2 separate regions of the Mus musculus genome follow, and region 2 is linked to region 1. A link is a contact called in public Hi-C data. All regions are on one chromosome and are shown on one strand. Each heading gives the region's core, a stretch centred on a gene start, on an enhancer-like site or on the middle of the called end of the contact. The rest is flanking DNA. Distances are from core to core; before and after follow the strand shown. Region 1 overlaps Hpse (heparanase). Region 2 overlaps Helq (helicase, POLQ-like).

The links. A called contact is a pair of places that touch in the nucleus more often than the background predicts.
Region 2: a contact with region 1 is called in a Hi-C map of the HPC-7 cell line, with 2.5 times the contacts expected there. The contact joins two enhancer-like sites. A contact is called at or near these places in 19 of 484 Hi-C or Micro-C datasets (the 3T3-L1 cell line, the AML12 cell line, the C2C12 cell line and 14 more), 2 of 115 datasets of contacts at active chromatin or transcription factors (embryonic stem cells and large pre-B cells) and 4 of 9 other capture datasets (adipose tissue, embryonic stem cells, liver and 1 more).

Annotation. Positions count from the first base shown.
Region 1 is chr5:100,695,063-100,699,931 of GRCm38.p6, forward strand. Hpse (heparanase) reads right to left here. Exons shown (of 12, transcript NM_152803.5): 4 at 3,851-4,024; 5 at 425-593. Among named protein-coding and RNA genes, the nearest start is that of Hpse, 22 kb to the right of the region's middle. Within about 2 kb of position 2,544, at least 7 of the 459 cell types and tissues checked have an H3K27ac peak or open chromatin away from gene starts, as enhancers often do. A contact at or near this core is called in the HPC-7 cell line, where this site is marked.
Region 2 is chr5:100,773,092-100,777,960 of GRCm38.p6, forward strand. Helq (helicase, POLQ-like) reads right to left here. Exons shown (of 18, transcript NM_001081107.1): 12 at 854-1,073. Among named protein-coding and RNA genes, the nearest start is that of Helq, 23 kb to the right of the region's middle. Within about 2 kb of position 2,855, at least 18 of the 459 cell types and tissues checked have an H3K27ac peak or open chromatin away from gene starts, as enhancers often do. A contact at or near this core is called in the HPC-7 cell line, where this site is marked.

The DNA.
Region 1 (4,869 bases), core at 1,294-3,793:
GGACAGCTGATGCTAAACAGAGAAACCCTGTCTTGAAAAACCAAGAAAGCAGGAGGAGAGAAAGAAGGAGGAAGTGGAGGGGAGGAGGAGGAAGGAAAAGAGGAAGGGGAAGAGGAGGAAGAGGAAGAAGAGGAGAAGAGGAGGAGAAAGGAGGAGGAGAAGAGAGAGAAGGAAAGAGAGAGAGAGAGAGAGAGAGAGAGAGAGAGAAGAGAGAAAGAAAGAAAGAAAGAAAGAAAGAAAGAAAGAAAGAAAGAAAGAAAGAAAGAAGGAAGGAGAAAGAGAGAGAGAGAGGGAGGGAGGGAGGGAGGGAGGGAGGGAGGGAGGAAGGAAGGAAGGAAGGAAGGAAGGAAGGAAGGAAGGAAGGAAGGAAAGAAGGAAGAGAGAAGGAAAGAGAGAGAGAAAGTTGTACATTCCCAGTTCCTACCTCCTCAGCAGTTTAACTGTCTTCCCTCGAGGCTGACCGATGTCAGGACCATAGAGTTTTGCATTTTGGAAAGCTGACCTTTGTAGAAGTTTATGCAACTCCACAAAGTCTTCTCCTAACTGCAACCCATCGATGAGAATGTGAGCTTTCTTCCAGAAACTGTTGGGCTCTGAAAGACAGCAAGTCTCACACTCACCTCTTACCTGAATGTCTTTCTTTAAACACAAACATACAGCAACAAGCATTTCTCAAATTACAAAACCTAGAATCAAAAGTAAGGAAAGTGGCCGGTGAGATGGCTCAGCAGTTAAGAGCACTGACTGCTCTTCCAAAGGTTCTGAGTTCAAGTCCCAGAAACCACATGGTGGCTCACAACCATCCATAATGAAATCTGACTCCCTCTTCTGGTGTGTCTGAAGACAGCTACAGTGTACTTACATATAATAATAAATAAATCTTTGGGCTGGAGCGAGTGAGGCCCAAGCAAACAGAGGTCCTGAGTTCAATTCCCAGCAACCCCATGATGACTCACAACCATCTGTACAGCTATAGTGCACTCATATACATAAAATAAATAAATAAATCTTTTTTAAAAGCCAAGGAAAGTTATTAAAGAGGAGATCTTTGTTTGTTTGTTTTGTTTTGTTTTTCAAGACAGGGTTTCTCTGTGTAGCCCTGGTTGTCCTGGAACTCACTCTGTAGACCAGGCTGGCCTCGAACTCAGAAATCCGCCTGCCTCTACCTCCCAAATGCTGGGATTAAAGGCGTGCCCCACCACTCCAGGCAAGAGGAGATCTTGAAAATGTAAACATTTGAATCATGGTGTGAGGGCGGAGTAAGCAAATTCGAGTTAATCAAGGAGATGCTAAATCAACGGGCATCTGGAAAGTAGCTTTTCTAGGGCGTGGTTCTCGTCCTTGTATTGGTTTTTTTCTGTTATTATCCTTTGAAGGGCTGGATTCGTGGAGAGATAATGGGTGAATTTAGTTTTGTCGTGGAATACTTTGGTTTCTCCATCTATGGTAATTGAGAGTTTGGCTGGGTATAGTAGCCTGGGCTGGAATTTGTGTTCTCTTAGTGTCTGTATAACATCTGTCCAGGCTCTTCTGGCTTTCATAGTCTCTGGTGAAAAATCTGGTGTAATTCTGATAGGCTTGCCTTTATATGTTACCTTAGTAGCCCGATTTTTATTTATTCCCTTACAAAGAACAATAGAAAAACGAGGGTTGGGGACATAGCACAGGTGGTAAAACTCCAGCCTTGAAGCAGGGGGACCTGAATTTGACCCCCAGACTCCATGTAAAAAAGCCAGACACTCAGCACTGGAGAGGCAGAGACAAGAGGACCTCTGTGGCTCGCTCTCCAGCGCTAGTCTACAAGGTGAGTTCCAGGTGAGTGAGAGACCATGTCTTGCTCACACACGAAAAGGTAGAAGGCACCCAAGGAATGGTACTTTAGGGTGTTCTCCAGCTTTTGCATGTTCATGCATACAAGCAAAAGCACACTAGCATGTAAACACACTCACAAGCATGTAAACACACACTAGCATGTAAACACACACAGAAGCATGTAAACACACACAGAAGCATGTAAACACATTCTAGCATGTAAACACACACACTAGCATGTAAATACACTCTAGCATGTAAACACACATACAAGCATGTAAACACACACAAGCATATAAGCACATACTAACATGCAAACACACACTAGCATGTAAACACACACATGGGGAAGCAGAGAGAGAGAAAGAGAGAGAGAGAGAGAGAGAGAGAGAGAGAGAGAGAGAGAGAGAGAGAGAGAAGAAAACAAGAAAGAAGAGTAGGCAGGGAGAAGACTATTATGTGTAGGACAGTGTCTGCCCAAACAGCACGAGCTCATCAAATGACACATTTTGATTTGACCCTTCACATTTAGCACTATTGATTGATGGATGGAAAATTTTCCTACAAATATTTTTGAATAAATCTGACTAACATGTAGGTTGGAACTTATAAGTTCCTTGGGACTGGAGAGACAGCTCAACAGTGGAGAGCACAGGCTGCTCTTCCATATGGTCCGGACCTACCTGGTGGCTCACAACTCTCTATAATCTATGCTGAAAACTTCAAGACAGTATAAAAGGGAAGTTGGAACGTGGTTGGGAGTGTAGTAGCTACTTTCTGTTGCAATAACTGAAAGCAACTTGTGGAAGAAATAATTTCTTTTATTTCTTAATTAATTCATTAATTTTATGTATATGTGTACACTGTTGCTGTCTTCAGACACACCAGAAGAAGGCATCAAATCTCATTACAGATGGTTGGGAGCCACCATGTGCTTACTGGGAACTGAACTCAGGACCTCTGGAAGAGCAGCCAGTGCTATTAACTGCTGAGTCATCTCTCCAGCCTGGAAGAAATAATTTCTATTGCTTATTGTTTTAGAGTGTATGCTTTATAGTGGTCAACCCAGGAAGAAGAGAAAGAGAGAAAGAGAGAGAGAGAGAGAGAGAGAGAGAGAGAGAGAGAGAGAGAGAGAGAAAGTGAGTTTCCTCAAGTCCAGTATGCTAAGCACAAGAGGTTTAAAAGACTGTAAGGCTCATGGGAATCTGGGGGGGAAGCCGGGAGCTGATAGTTCCTGTTTTCTTATCTCAAAACAACATGAAGATGTGCTAATGAGAAGGCCTGGCAGACGAAGCATTCCATAGAACAGGCATTGAGCTGGAAGGACAGAACCAACTTCCCAAAACTGTCCTCTGAACTATTCATGTGTGTGCTGTGGCATGTGACCTTCCCCTATCACATATGTAGTAATAATTAAATAAATACATACATACATACATTCATAGTAATAATAATAATACACATTTGAAAAGGAAGGAATAAAAAGAAAGAGAGAAAGAAAGAAAGATGAAGAAAGAAAAAAGAAAGAGAGAAAGAGAGAAAGGAAGAAAGGAAGAAAGAGAGACCGATGTAAGCAACACCACCAGCATTTAGGGTAGGGTAATGGCTCAGTTAACAAAGTGCTTGCTGTAGAAGCAAGAAGGCCTGAGTTCATCTTCCCAGGACCCACAGGAAATGCTTGGCACAGCAGTACGCCTATAACCCAGCAATGGCTGAGCAGCAGAGACTCGGCTCGGTGGCCAAAAAGAATCTAGCTAATCATTGAGTTCTAAGTTCAGTAAAAGACATTGCCTCAAAAAATGAGGTGGAAGCCGGGCGTGGTGACGAACTCCTTTAATCCCAGCACTTGGGAGGCAGAGGCAGGGGGATTTCTGAGTTCGAGGCCAGCCTGGTCTACAAAGTGAGTTCCAGGACAACCAAGGCTACACAGAGAAACCCTGTCTTGGAAAAAAAATGAGGTGGAGACTGACAGAATATAAAAAGAGAAAAAAATCATCAAGGGAATGTATTTATGAGTGAACTGTCCCCGGGTACGTACCATTGCCCAGTTCCCAGGAGATGTTATAACCCTTGGAAGAGCAGTAGTCAAGGAGAAGCTGGGCGTTGGAGCTGTTCCACCGTAAGTCTGGGGTTCGTAGTAACGCATTTAGACCAAAGATCAGGTCTAACCCCGAGCACTTGGCAAAACTGTAGAGCATGTCCACTGAGCTTCCTGAAAGACAAAAGACAGCATTTAGTTACATTGTCACCAAAGGCAGCGTTTAGTTACATTGTTGGCGTGACCACTGCCTCCGGGCTTGCTCTTCATGAGTTTTCTCTATATTGTTTAGTCAAAGGAATTCTATTCCTAATAGAATGACAGTCCTTATGCCTAAGCAGTGCACACCTGGACAAGCAATCAAAGAAAGGCCTGGACTGGGGCTGTAGCTCAGATGGTAGAGTATTTGGCTAGCATGTAGGAAGCTGAGGACTCTATTCAGGCCTCAAACCCACTGTCCAGACTAGAAGGGCCTTACACTTCTAATCCTTTTGCCTCCAGCTCCTAAGCTTTGGCGATTGTAGCTTTCTACTTCGGTTTTGAAAGTGTCGGTAATACAATTTTAAGTTTTTACACTTTCATTTTTATTTGATGTGTATGGATAACCACCCATGCATGCCTACATGCATGTCTGTGTACCACCATGTGCATGTAATGCCTTCAGAGGTCAGATTCCCTGGCACTGAAGTTACAGATGGTTGTGAGCTGCCGTGTGGTACTGGGGATTGAGCCCAGTTCCTGAGGAAGAGCAGCCATGAAGGCATCTCTCCATCCCCAACAATACAATTTTAAGTGTGGCCTTCGAATTGGGTATCATAGGTATAATAAGTCTCTACGATTTTCACATAAATTCTCAAATCATTTATTTAGCAGAAATTCACTCAAGAGCTCTTCTAGTTTAAACACACACAGAGGCACTCAGGCACACAGGCACACACACACACACACACACACACACACACACACACACCCCTACCTCTCTATCTGGTAATTATCAAGACTTTCTCCTTAAAAGTGGC
Region 2 (4,869 bases), core at 1,605-4,104, 78 kb after region 1:
ACACTGGAGGCTCCCCAGGAGTGGACTGGGACAGGTGTGTGGGCTTCTGCTAACATAATCCCGAGTGTATGTGTGTGTGTGTACACGTGCGCACGCACGTGTGTACAGGAGGATGTCACTCCTCTCGTTAATTCTTTGGCTGAACCAAGGACTCACTATTTGGCTAGGCAGCTGATCAGCGAGCTCCACGGGCCCAGCTGCCTCCACCTCCTTCCTGCTGGGATGGTAGACACATGCCGCCATGCTCAGCCACGCCTGGCTTCTTATGTGGGTGCTGGGAGTCTGAACTCAGGTTGCTCTTTATGGTTTTACTGACTTTACTGAATAAGACGTCACCCTAACCTAAGGTTTTGTTTTTGTTTTTAAAGAGCAGATAGTTTTCAATGAGTAAATTACTCATTAAGAAATAAATCCTTCCTGGATAACCAAGGCTACGAAGAAAAACCCTGTCTTAAAAAAAAAAAGCAAATTTAATTAATTCTCTGTTCAGATACAATCTATAGATTAAGCAAAAAGCAAGCTCCAGAAATACAACAGTAAATATTTGTTTAAAACAAAATTTGAATGTGTCTACAGCATGGCCTGCGAGTTGAAGTAAAACACACAGATAGGCGTTATTCCAGGCTCTGTGCTGCTGCTGAGGGTCGGAGTGGGGAGGCGGCAAGGCCAGCTTCCCTCTAGTGTGCACTTGCTTACAATTCTAAGTCTATTCAACTTCTGAAAGCGGACATAGCTCGTAAGAGTAACGCTTCTAATATGAAATCACAAATCCAATTTAAAGAAAGAAAATCACTTAACTTCTATTATTTCCAATACATCCCCTTAGAAAATACTGAGATTTAGGCAAACTTACCCTTAAAAGAAGCTTGGCCCAGTTTCGTAATCCGGAAGTGACACTCTAACCCCTCATTGTCGCCACAGCTGTCTTTCTGTAGAAGTCCTTTCTCTGTCAGGTGTTCAAGAGCGTCAACAGTTATTTCCCAGAGACTTTTTTCTTTCAATAAAATCTTTTGCTGAACACCAAAAAATGTACCACTCATAAACTGATATATGTCACCAAGACTTGCTGCGATCTGAAAGAATTCAGGACATCACTGGGACTTAGTTCATCACTTAGTTTAAGGAACAAGATTATTCAAGTTCATATCTTAAAGGTATTTGAAGAAAAAAATTAGCACAAAATCTACAGTATTAAAAATTAACAGGAAAAACGACTGAAGGAAAAGACAGTTATCATGTTCATACACATTTTTATACATATTTTCCAGTATAATAATTTTTAAAAAGATTTTATTATTATTGCTATTATGTTTTGCTTTGTTTTGAGACAGCTCTGTGTAGCCCTGGCTTTCCTAGAACTCTCTTTGTAGGCCAGGCCGTCCTGGAACTCACAGAAATCCACCTGCCTCTGCCTCCTGAGTGCTGGGACTGAAGATGTGCACCACCACCCTGGCTTCTCTTTATTATTTTCAGTTGCATGCCTGTGTGTGGTGAAGCACACACACCAGAGCAGGTGCTTGTGGACAGCAGAGGTGTTGGATCCCCTGCAGCTGGAGTTAGGGGTGGTTATAGATCACCTGATGTGGGATCTGGGAACTGAAAGTGGGGAGCATCCTCCCTCCCCAAAATGCTGTTTGGTTTTTACATTATTTTACATTATTCTCTGTTCAACCTCTCCAGCAGAGTCCCCCCAGTTCCATTCAGACTTCTTCTGGAATCCTCTCCACCCACTTCTACATACTCATGGAGGCTTTAGCTCTAAAAACCACATTAAACATAAAAAAGAAACATGGAAAACACAACCGAGGGAATCCAGTGTGCCGGCAGCAGGCAAGGAGGTGTTTGGCAGAAGGGTTTGCTAGCGATCGCTCAGCTCAGTCTCTGCCTTCTGTCTGGGCTCCACTCCACTTCCTGTCCTTACGCGTGTCCTCCCCACAGCCCGTTCGTTATTTACAACTGACAGCAGTGATCCTAATACCCTGCACTTGGTATTCAGATGTAAAACCCTCAGGATTAGAACTCACTTTTATTAGCCAATTTCCCCCAAATCAGCATGTTATATTAAAAAAGGATGGATCAATAGCTCTCTCTTACAATTCTGATGATACTTCAACAGGAATATTTAAGTAGTCATTTTATATTAAACCAATATAATGCTCCACAATAAAGTATTATGGAGTAGTCATTTTTGTATTGCTTCTCCCTTTTATTAACAATCATTCTTAATACTCAAGCTCAAAGGCACTTATAAGATATTCTTGAGCTGATGTTCAGTTTGTGGATCATTAAAGTACTCCAGCCTCCATGGGGATTTGAATGAGAAGTTCCCCATGGTCTCAGGCATTTGGTGTCTAGATGGTCGTGCTGCCTGAGTGGGGCCTCGCTGGAGAAGTACATCACTGGGTGGGCTTTGTGGCTTGTATGCCACACCCCATTCCCATTCAGAGCCTCTGCTTCTTGCTTGCAGTTTGAGATGTGAGCTCTCAGCCTCCAGCTCCAGCGGTCATGTTGGCTAGCAGCTGTATCCTGTGCTCTGCCAGATGATGGGCCCTAACCCTCTAGGAACTGTACCCAAACGAACTCTTCCTTCTGAAAGTTGTCTTGGTCATGTCAACAGTCATAGGAAGTAACTGGTGTAGTCCTCGAAGCTTCTCTCCTGACAGCGGAAGTGGCCCACGGCAGACAGCGCTGATGCCTGACCCGATCTGTCCACCTGTCTTCAAGTCATCTTCCCACTCCTCTCTGGAAAGCTTAGCCGTGATTTAAACCTAGGCCAGTTTCTGTCTATCCTTGGACCCGCCCAGAGTTAAGTTTGTTAAAAGTATTTATTGACTGATAACCGAATGCCAAACACCTTGTAAGGCACTGGGACTCAAAGGTCAACAGATAGGAATGTGAGCCCTGAGTTTTCGGGGCTCTTAAAGCAGGGGTGTTTTAGTAGCTGAACAACAGTAACAAAGCCGTGACCTCAAGCTGACCGGTGCTGTTATAGGGAAAGAAGGCAGTTCTGTAAATAACAGACTGCCTCAGAGGCATAGGGAATGTATGTAGCCTCGGCAAGCTACAATTAGGCTAGGAGCTGCAGCTGAGGGGGACCAACTAGGAGGGGGGTACACTGAGGGTGAGGCTGGCTGAGCATGGGGCTGGGTGGGGACCATTAAGATACCAGTGCACCTCACGCTAGAGAAATGAAAACGAAAAGCCAGGGTTTCTGGAATAAAGTGCGAGAGGCCAAACTGGAGAGACAGGCTGCGGCCACACTACCTGGACACCAGGGTGAGAAATTTGAGGTTAATCTTTGCCTTTTTTTTTCCCCTGGGTTTTTGGTTCTTTCAGACCAGGTTTCATGTAGCCTGGTTTGCCTCTATTTCCCACGTGCTGGGACTACAGGTATGTGCATTAATACCCTAGTTTTGGGGTTTAATTAATTAATAATAATAATTACTATTTTTTAAAGAAACAACAGTCTTACTAGGTAGCCCTAACTGCCTTGGAATCACAAAAACCTTCCAGTCTTCCAAGCGCTTGTATTAAAGGCATCATGGAACAGGCTTGGGTTGTTTTTCGTTTGTTTTTTGGTTTTTCAAAACAGTTTTTTTAAACAGAGCCCTGGCTGTCTTAGACTTGCTTTATAGACCAGGCTAGCCTTGAACTCACAGAGATCTGGCTGCCTCCACCTCCCAAACACTCGGATTAAAGGCCTGTGCCACCACCCTCTAAATGCTTGGGTTCAATTTTTATTTCAAAAGGAAACCACAGCCAAGTTTAAGTGGAAGGAGTGATTCGCTCACGTTCTGTAATTATTCTGCGTGAAGCACTCCGTGGAGGGAATATGGCAGGTTAGACAGTGGATGGAGGGAGACCACAGGAGACAGAAAGTGCAGATTCAGGCATGCAGTACAGGTCTGCAGTCAAGAGCAGTCCACTGCTCTATGCTTCTATTTCAGTATTTGTAAAACAGAAATTACATTCAGTTCAAGGACTGAAGATAAAACATCAAGTGTTTTGGCAGGGTGTCTGAGACATGGCTGTGATAAATGACCGTGAACTCCCTGAATCCCATGACGTAACTGCCACATCCTCTTCCTGGAGTTCCTTCTCTTCCTGTCCTCTTAGGTATCTAGGGATGCTCGCCTCTGTGCCCCTGGCCTCAAACTGAACAAGTCACAAGTCTTTCTTACAAAGTCTCTATGAGGACTGTTACATCTCTGATGGCTAACCATGCTCTCCTATTACCCCCAACCAATACCATATGGCTTGGGGGCAACTGTTTCCATCCAAACTGGAACTCTTCAGTTTTCTTCCTCAGCGTTGCAGGGTCCAGCCTGCTGACTGTTACCCATGTCACATTAAGCTTTTTTTCTTGCTTTCTACTCTAAATACCTAGTGTGGCTTATCTCCTTCTTCTGTATCTAATCCGTGTCTCTCCCTCAACCTCATTGCGTTTATTTTCTTCTTTAGACTTCTAGTGTGTCAGGTACACTGTAAGGATTATTACCATCCGTCTGCAAAGTACTAAAACTTGTGATATCTGTTTCAGTTATGTCTCACATTTTACTTCCATGTTCATACTAATGAGGACAAGCCATATGACAAGCTTGTAGTTTTGCAGTTAGAAAACAGCGAAATTCAAACTCTGGCTTTTACCACTTTTTGTTGTTGTTGTGACTGTACTTTGGGCACAAGGACACAATTTAACTTAAAAATAAGTCTAAAAGAGATTAATCAATAACTCTTAAAAAAAAATCTCTTTTTTTCCTTGGTGTGACAGGGTTTTTCTGTGTAGCCCTGGCTGTCCTGGAACTCAACTCTGTAGACCAGGCTGGCCTCAAGCTCAGAAATCTGCCTGCCTCTGCCTCCCAAGTGTTG